2 separate regions of the Mus musculus genome follow, and region 1 is linked to region 2. Evidence: chromatin contacts called from public promoter capture Hi-C data. All regions are on one chromosome and are shown on one strand. Each heading gives the region's core, a stretch centred on a gene start, on an enhancer-like site or on the middle of the called end of the contact. The rest is flanking DNA. Distances are from core to core; before and after follow the strand shown. Region 1 holds the start of S100a9 (S100 calcium binding protein A9 (calgranulin B)). Region 2 holds the start of S100a2 (S100 calcium binding protein A2).

Region 1 (4,496 bases), core at 175-2,674, 110 kb after region 2:
TAACCAGGGACTAGGTTTCATTTAAAGTATTACTCCCTCAAAGGCTCTTTCTCTGTCTCTCTCTTTCTCCTTACCTACTATCTATTTATTGTTTAAAATTTTTTTAATTTTAATTTTTTTGATTTTTCAAGACAGGGTTCCTTTGTGTAGTCCCAGCTGTCCTGGAACTCACGCTGTAGACCAGGCTGGCCTCGAACTCAGAAATCCTCGTGCCTCTGCCTCCCAAGTGCTGGGATTAAAGGTGTGTGCCACCACTGCCTGGCTCCTACTATCTATTTATTATTTATTTATCTGTCGGTATATCTATTCGTCTCTCTGTCTATCATCTATCTATCTATCTATCTATCTATCTATCTATCTATCTATCTATCTATCTATCAATCTATCATTTATCTATCTTCCTCCTCCTCCTCCTTCTCTTCTTCTTCTTCTTCTTCTTCTTCTTCTTCTTCTTCTTCTTCTTCTTCTTCTTCTTCTTCTTCTTCTTCTTCTTCTTCTTCCTCTTCTTCTTCATCTATCTATCTATAAATCATAGTCACTCATTCCCAGACTATCCACAGAACTGTCTCACCATCCTCCCAACTCTTAGGTCATTGAATTCCCTTGTGTTCTTAAAGTTATGTGTCACCAACACTGGGATATGGGTTCCTAGATCATCTCTGCAGCCCTCTGCCCCAAATAGGGCACCACACATTGCAGATGTTCAACTGAACCATTTCCTGACTCATGGCTAACTTTGAGTGCCTCTAATGGCAGAGCCCTACTGCCCCCGGTGCTAGAATTTGTTCTCAGACTGCTGCAGATTGCACCCTCTTCTCTCACAAGCCAAGCCTCACCTTCATAAAGGTTGCCAACTGTGCTTCCACCATTTGTCTGAATTCCTTCTTGCTCAGGGTGTCAGGGTGTCCTTCCTTCCTAGAGTATTGATGGAAGGTGTCGATGATGGTGGTTATGCTGCGCTCCATCTGAGAAGGTGCTTTGTTGGCCATCTTCTTGCTCTTCTTTGAAAATAGGGGAAACAAAAGTTACAAATAAAAGAATGGGATACCAAGCTTCCCTGACCTAGTCTCTGGCCACTGTTAGGCAAGATAAGGAGGGGAGCACAAAATAAAAAGAACAGGTAGGGTGCTACATAATGGAGAGACAGCTTCCCTCCACATATACACAAAACAGAATTTTGACTATTGATGGAATGCAAAAAACAAAAATATTTTATAGCACAACATTCTTAGAAAAAGTGAAGGAAGATATAAAATGAATAGATCAACCTAGGAGGGCTTCAAGAGGAAGGCTTGGAGGAAAGTTGGCCAAGGGAAGGAACAAAAGATCTAGTAGGGAGACTCCTCTCCACGGAAAATGAAGCTTACTTACCAAGGCTAAAGAGTCACAGATGTTGGTAAGAGCAGTGTAAGCCCAGTATTTATAGGCAGCTCCTTGTTAGATACATGGTTATCTCGGGGAAGATTGCTTCACAGGTGAGCAGTGTGGTAACTCTGACAGTCAGGGAGCTGGGGTGGGGCAGGAAATGTTCACACAGCTCTGATGTTTTGTGAAATTCCCAGCCCTGGGCTTGGAGCTTGTTTGGGGGGAAACTGGTTAGTTGGCTCACTTCCCTTCCATCCAACCTCCCCCTAACCCCTCCCCGCCCAAATCTTAAGCAAGACAGCCTACCTGCCATCTTTGATACCTTTCATTTCCTTGTCCTGACTTGTAATATACAGAGGGTGGCAGGCGAATCATTGTGGCCATCTCATTCTGGCTCTATCCCCTGAGTTTATGGTCTGAGCCTTCTCATGTGTTTTCCTGGCTCCTTTGAGGAAGGGTGAGGGGGTCCTCATGGCGTTCTTGAATGGAATTAGTGTTAAGAAGCTCCTCAGAGGTGGTAGCTCTTTCCCAATGGAGAGGAATGTTATGTTCAGAAGGGGACTTAAGATCATTTAGCTAGCATGTGACCTAGCAGGGGCTGTACTCAGACATCCCAGTTCTTTTTAAGGGTATTTACTACTACATTCTCCCCCTTGCATCTGAGAGGGGAGCTATCTTCAGTGGTTCTCAGTGTCACTCTTCCAAATCCTATTCCCAGTTGTCATTTATGTCCCCTAGGAACTTATATCCTAGAAGGTAGCTGATTAAAAAAAATGATTGTTATTAGCCTATAACAACTAAACAGAACAATGACTTTCATATAATATATTTTGATAAAAAATTTCCTTCTATTTTCTTTTCTTATCCCATCTCTCTATTCCTCTTTTCTCCTTGTACCTCTCTGATAGTCTTTTTTCACATCCTTTCCTGGGGGCAGGGGTTAATTAAGTCACCCTTTACACATGCATCAGAAAGCAATGTTTCTTTAGTAGCCTGGCAGGGGCAGCGGGCTGGGCATCAAGGGTTCCACCCTCAGCCCTTACTTTGCTTGCATTTTCTTTTTCTTTTAACCTTAATTTTCATATAGAGAGAACATGTAGTGCTTGTCTTGTGAGTCTAGTTTATTATGTTTAACATGATAATCCCTAGGTCCATTCGTTTTCTTACAAATGGTACAATTTGTTCTTCTTTATGGCTGAATACTTTCTTTCTTTCTTTCTTTTGACTTTTTTTATTAGATATTTTCTTCACTTACATTTCAAATGCTATCCCAAACGTCCCCTATACCCTCCCACCGCCCTGTTCCCCTACAAACTCACTCCCACTTCTTGGCCCTGGCTTTCCTCTGTACTGGGACATATAAAGTTTTCTTGACCAAGGGGCCTCTCTTCCTGATGATGATCAACTAGGCCATCTTCTGCTACATATGCAGCTAGAGACATGAGTTCTGGGGGCACTGATTAGTTCATATTGCTGTTCCACCTATAGGGTTGCAGACCCATTCAGCTCTTGGGTACTTTCTCTAGCTCCTACATTGGGGGTCCTGTGTTCCATCTAATAGGTGACTGTGAGCATCCACTTTTGTATTTGCCAGGCACTGTGCCTGATTTGGTGGCTGATTATGGGATGGACCCCTGTGTGGAACAGTCTCTGGATGGTCCAACCTCTCATTTTAGCTCCAAACTTTGTCTCTACAACTCCTTCCATGGATATTTTATTCCCTATTCTAGGAAGGAATGAAGTATCCATGCATTAGTCTTCCTTCTTGATTTTCTTGTGTTTTGGAAGTTGTATCTTGGGTATTCTAGGTTTCTGGGCTAATATCCACTTATCAGTGAGTGCATATCAAGTGACTACTTTTGTGATTGGGTTACCTCACTCAGGATGATATCCTCCAGATACATCCATTTGATCAAGAATTTCATAAATTCATTGTTTTTAATAGCTGAGTAGTACTCCATTGTGTAAATGTACCACATTTTCTGTGTCCATTCCTCTGTTGAGGGGCATCTGGGTTCTTTCCAGCTTCTGGCTATTATAAATAAGGCTGCTATGAACATAGTGGAGCATGTGTCCTTCTTACCAGTTGGAACATCTTCTGGGTATATGCCCAGGAGAGGTATTGCTGGATCTATCATTAGTACTATGTCCAGTTTTCTGAGGAACCGCCAGACTGATTTCCAGAGTGGTTGTACAAGCTTGCAATCCCACCAGCAATGGAGGAGTGTTCCTCTTTCTCCACATCCTCACCAGCATACTTTCTTATGCGTGTATACCAATTCTCTTTATTCACTCATCTATTGTTGGGCACCCAGACTTGTATATGTTGGCTATAGTGAATAGTTCCACAACAAACATAGATGTGCAGTTATGTAAATTGTATGATGACTTTTATGCCTTTGGCTATAAACTCGGGAATAGCAAGGTTGAGCTTTATAAAGAATCTCCACGCTGATTTGCATAGTAATTGGATTAAGTTACATTCCTAACAAGTTCCCCTTTTCTCATATTCATGCCAGTATTCTTTTCTTTCTTTTCTTTTCCTTTTCTTTTCTTTTCTTTTCTTTTCTTTTCTTTTCTTTTCTTTTCTTTTCTTTTCTTTTCCTTCTTTTTCCTTCCATCCTTCCTTTTTCCCTTCTTTTTTCTTCTTTGAGACAGGATTTTTTCTGTAGCTTTGAGTTTACAGGATCCCACCTGCCTCTGCCTCTGCCTTCAGAGTGCTGGGATTAAATGCATGTGTCACTATGTCTGTTGCTTGTTTTCTTGATGATATCTATTGTGATTGGAGTGAGATGGAAATATGAGTTTTGATTTGCATTTCTGAAATGGCTAATGATATTGAATATCTGTCATACACTTATTGGCAGTTTGTACTTGCTCATCTGTAAAAATGTCTGGCCAGTGAGTTTACCCACTTTCTGACTGGATTATCTGTTCTTTTGGTAGTCACTTGACCTACTTTTTTGTGTATTCTTGTTAGATGAATAGCTGGCAAATATTCTCTCTCATTATGTAGACTGTGGTTTCCTTTGCTTCTCAGAAGCATGCCAATTCGATGTAATGTCACTATCATATTTCCTCAGCTGTCAGATTCTATTACATTAAGGTATCAATCACTGGATCAATGTTGG
Region 2 (4,189 bases), core at 936-3,435:
GGAGGAGTGTTGCTTACTCTCTTGCTTCCCCTGGCTTGCTCAGCTTGCTTTCTAATAGAACCCAGAACTACCAGCCTAGTGATGGCACCACTCACAATGGGCCCTTCTACCTTGATCACCAAGTGAGAAAATGCCTTACAGCTAGATCTCATAGAGGCATTTCCTCAAGGGAGTCTCCTTTCTCTGTGATAACTCCAGTTTGTGTTAAGTTGACACACACAACTAGCCAGTACACTCCCCATTCCCACCACACCTCTGTTTTCTTGCTGGGGCCTAGATGAGCTCAGGTATGCTCTTGGTTGGGCCTGGAGGTTCCTCCAGCTGGTGCTGAGACCAGTGCTACCTGGGAGGGAATATATGGGGTGGAAGGAGGCCAGATTTTGCCAAGAACAGGTTAGGACAAGTTCTGTTTCTCCAAAATGACAAATTGGAGGTCAGTTGGGCTGGCATATAAATCTCTACCCTGGGTGTCTTGACCATTTTAATTCCTCCTGGGTCTCTCTGCTATCTGATCTGGTGAGTACCTCTGTCCTGTAGAGGACTTGGGTTTCTATCTTCGTTCCATCTTGATCCTGGTCCTTGTAGATTTTCTTTGACTTGCTGGTGGGATCTCTCATTTGAAGGGATCCTCTCAGTGAAGATTCAGGTGGAAGGGTCTTTCCCACATTCTCCTTTGAGGGCTTAGGGGCTTACTCTGTTGCTTGTTCTCCAGTCTCTGTGTCTGAGGTCTCTGTGTCTCTCAGTTTAGATATGACTATTTAGGGAACTTTTTTTGGGGGGGGGTGGTTAGGCCTAGGAATAGGTCATGGATATGTGAGCGGTGTTTTTATAAGAATCCTGGGGTTGGTGAGATGGCTCAGCGGGTAAAAGCACTGACTGCCCTCCGAAAGTCCTGAGTTCAAATTCCAGTAACCACATGGTGGCTCACAATCACCTGTAATGAGATCTGATGCCTTCTTCTGGGGTGTCTGAAGACAGCTACAGTGTACTTACATATAATAAATAAATAAATCTTAAAAAAAATAAAAAAATATTAAAAAACTATAAGAATCCCCAATTTGAGGCAGATACAATGGAGCCGGCCGGTAATCCCACTCTCAGGAGACTGAGGCAGTAAAGTCATGAGGTCAAGGTCACACTAGGTTGTACAGTGACATGTCACAATCAATACTGAGTTGTTCTTGCTTTTGCAACGTCTCGGATTCTTTTAGGACTAAGAAGGCAGAGAGACAGGCTCTCAGTGCTTAGCCCTGCCTGGGTCCCTAGTCCTGTCTGTAGTGGCAGAGCCATGCCCAAGGCTACCTCCTGTGCTTTTCTAAGTAGATGAGGGTGGGACTAGCAGAGCAGGGCTGGCAGCGCAGGCTGGAGGCTTTCCTGACTCCAACACTGCCTCCTCTGGCCTTACTCTGGAACCCACTCAATATTCTTAGAGGAATTTGGAAGAGGTGACCCCTGACTTCTGACCGTATCTCTTCAGCTTCTAGCCTGACCACAAGACACTGGCCATTTAATTTCTTCAGTTCTAACTTCAGCCGAATCCTTCCTGTTGGAGAGGATGTTGAGTCACTTACATCCTGCCTAGGCCCTGACTGCAAAGAACCAGCACTGTGCACACAGCTAAAGCTCAGCCTGGTAGCAGGCACACCTGTCACTCTACGAGCGTCCCTGGTATGAAGAAGGAAGCACTCTTGCTTACGGGAGCTTAAGATGGCAGAGACTCTGACCTAGAGTTTGTGAACGGTTTGATCCCGTCATGGAGTCTTATACTCCTGGGCTGTTCTGATGATTATTGCCAGGTGATTCTGGGAGCCCATGGACACATCTGTGCTCTGCATTCCTGGCACAGATAGGAATCCAACTGAGACTCTAGATATCCTGCAACCCCTCCCCTTCTCATGCCTCTCCTCATCTCCCATTGGACACTCAGGCTGGAAGATCTACCTTCAGAGATAGGTCTTCAGGACACAAGGTTCTGCTCTAGATGACTCGCACAGCACAGGAAAGTTTAACGTCTGGTTACAGTGTAAAGTGGAAGTGTGGACCCTCGTCCTTAGACAGCCATACTTGCAGGGCAGAATGCAGGCAGGCGGTGACTTGTCATTCCTGGAGGGGCTTGGTGACACAGAAGCAGGCCTTGGAGACTGGACTTAAGGCGTCTAGTGACCTGCAATAGGTTGTGGATGTGATGGTCTATACCTTCCACAAGTACGCCAGTCAAGAGGACGAGAGGCTCAAACACAACAAAGGGGAGATAAAGGAGCTTTTGCGTAAGGAGCTGCTGAGCTATGTGGGGGTAGTGAGGCAGGCCAGGAGGGGAGCCTGGGCTAGGTAGGGCAAGTCTGTTCCTGCTTTCATTTCCAAGGTGCCTGCTAGTGCCAGTGCCAGGGTGGCACTGAGGATTTCCCATCAGCCCTCATTTCACAGTCCCTGGGGTGCCCATTAGGTCTATATGTGAAAGGGCTATTGATGGCTTCAGCATTCTTGAGCACAATGCTATTGGGGGCTCCAGAGTCTATCTGTCTAATCCTGTAATTGGCTAGTTGAATGGTCCCAAACTCAGAGAAAGGTAGCAGCTGGCCATGGGTCACACAAGGACATTATTGGTGGGCATTAATTTCTCTTTTTATTTTACACATTTATATGCCAAACCAAGAATGTATATAGAGAGAGTGGATTCTAGCCAAGACATACACCCTGGGGCATTTGCCAGAGAAGCGCTGTGACCTCTCAATTTGTCTCCTGCCCTGTACAGACTAATGGGTAATTATAGAGCTAGGTCTCAGAACTTAATGTATGAGGCAGGTCTTGCCCCCCCCCTTCTTCATTTTGGGTTAATTCTTTTTCATTGTTTTGGCTGGTATGGAAAGGTTTGTCTTGTTTGAATTCATCCTACTGATGGGGGGTAGGGAGGGCAGTGAAGCTCTGATTTTCTCATTATCAAGATGAAGCTGGGGCCTAGCAAAGATTAGTTTCTTCATACTCTGAGGAATACCCAGGAACCCCCCCCCCCCCACACACACACGCACACACACTCCAGTAGGCCTATTGGAGACACTTACATCATAAGTCTATCTGTCCTTCCTTACTGACCTTCTTGGTACCTCACAAGGGTTTCCCGCCCACGGTAGACCTGGCTGCCCATCTTGGAAATAAAAGCTGCACGCTGATGTCAGGGAAGGTGTTGGAGGTGGGTTGGGCAGTGCCCCACTCCGTGATGACTCCTGTCCCTGTCACCTTCAGGATAACGTAGATGATGAGAAGGTGAAGAAGGAAATGAACAACCTCGATAAGGACAGTGACCAGCAGGTGGACTTCCGGATGTATGCCCTGGTTCTGGTGGATTCTGCTATCTGGTTTAATAACTTCCTTGAGGGGTCCCCAGCGCTCCACTACCTGCCGTGGATCTCTTGGTTGAAACAACTCTCTATCTTTTTAAGTTTGTATTAAATAAACTTTTGTTAGTTTGCTGGTGGAGAGTATTATAATGGCTCAGTGATGCCTTGTGCCTTGACTGGGTCAGTTAAAGGCCTGGGAACAGAGGAGATCCTGGTTTCTAACACCTTCCGTACTGTACCCCAACTTTCTGAGGCCAAAGGTTCTACTCTTTTTTTTTTTTTTTTTTTTAGGTTTTTGGAGGCAGGGTTTCTCTATGTAGCCCTGGCTGTCCTGGAAAGTACTCTGTAGACCAGGCTGGCCTTGAACTCAGAAATCCGCCTGCCTCTGCCTCCCAAGTGCTGGGATTAAAGGCGTGTGCCACTACTGCTTGGCCTCAAAGGTTCTACTCTTTGGGATTTCACATGAATGAAATTTTGGGAATTGAGGTAGGCTGGTAACATTTTATTTGGTTAAGAAAGGTATTTTAAAAAGGAAGATTGGGAGCTGGGTGTGGCAGTGCAGATTTTTAATCCCAGCACTAGGGTGGCAGAAGCAGGTGGATCGCTGTGAGTTCAAGGCCAGTGTGGTATATAAAGCAAACTCTAGAACAGCCAGGGCTGTTACACAGAGATACCCTGACTCAAAACAAAACAAAACAAGACAAGACAAGACAAGACAAGACAAGACAAGACAAGACAAGACAAGACAAGACAAGACAAAACAAGACAAAGGAAGGTTGGTGGCATGGTGGTGCAACCTTTATCCCAGTACTCAGGAGGCAGGGGCAGGGGCAGGGGCAGGGGCAGGGGCAGGG

The links. Capture Hi-C pulls out chosen DNA fragments and counts their contacts.
Region 1: a promoter capture Hi-C map of adipose tissue shows a contact between it and region 2. The contact joins the promoter of S100a9 here to the promoter of S100a2 in region 2. A contact is called at or near these places in 10 of 39 promoter capture datasets (the C10 cell line, cranial neural crest, embryonic stem cells and 6 more), 2 of 15 datasets of contacts at CTCF or cohesin (the G1E-ER4 cell line and embryonic stem cells), 70 of 484 Hi-C or Micro-C datasets (B cells, the Ba/F3 cell line, CD4 T cells and 35 more), 7 of 115 datasets of contacts at active chromatin or transcription factors (astrocytes, bone marrow-derived dendritic cells, embryonic stem cells and 4 more) and 5 of 9 other capture datasets (adipose tissue, embryonic stem cells, liver and 2 more).

The regions. Positions count from the first base shown.
Region 1 is chr3:90,694,297-90,698,792 of GRCm38.p6, forward strand. S100a9 (S100 calcium binding protein A9 (calgranulin B)) reads right to left here and starts at 1,425. Exons shown (of 3, transcript NM_001281852.1): 1 at 1,372-1,425; 2 at 837-1,001. The coding sequence starts at 989.
Region 2 is chr3:90,588,062-90,592,250 of GRCm38.p6, forward strand. It overlaps S100a2 (S100 calcium binding protein A2), which reads left to right and starts at 2,186. Exons shown (of 2, transcript NM_001195760.1): 1 at 2,186-2,293; 2 at 3,241-3,447. The coding sequence starts at 2,186. The coding sequence ends at 3,447. It also overlaps a transcript of S100a3 not described here.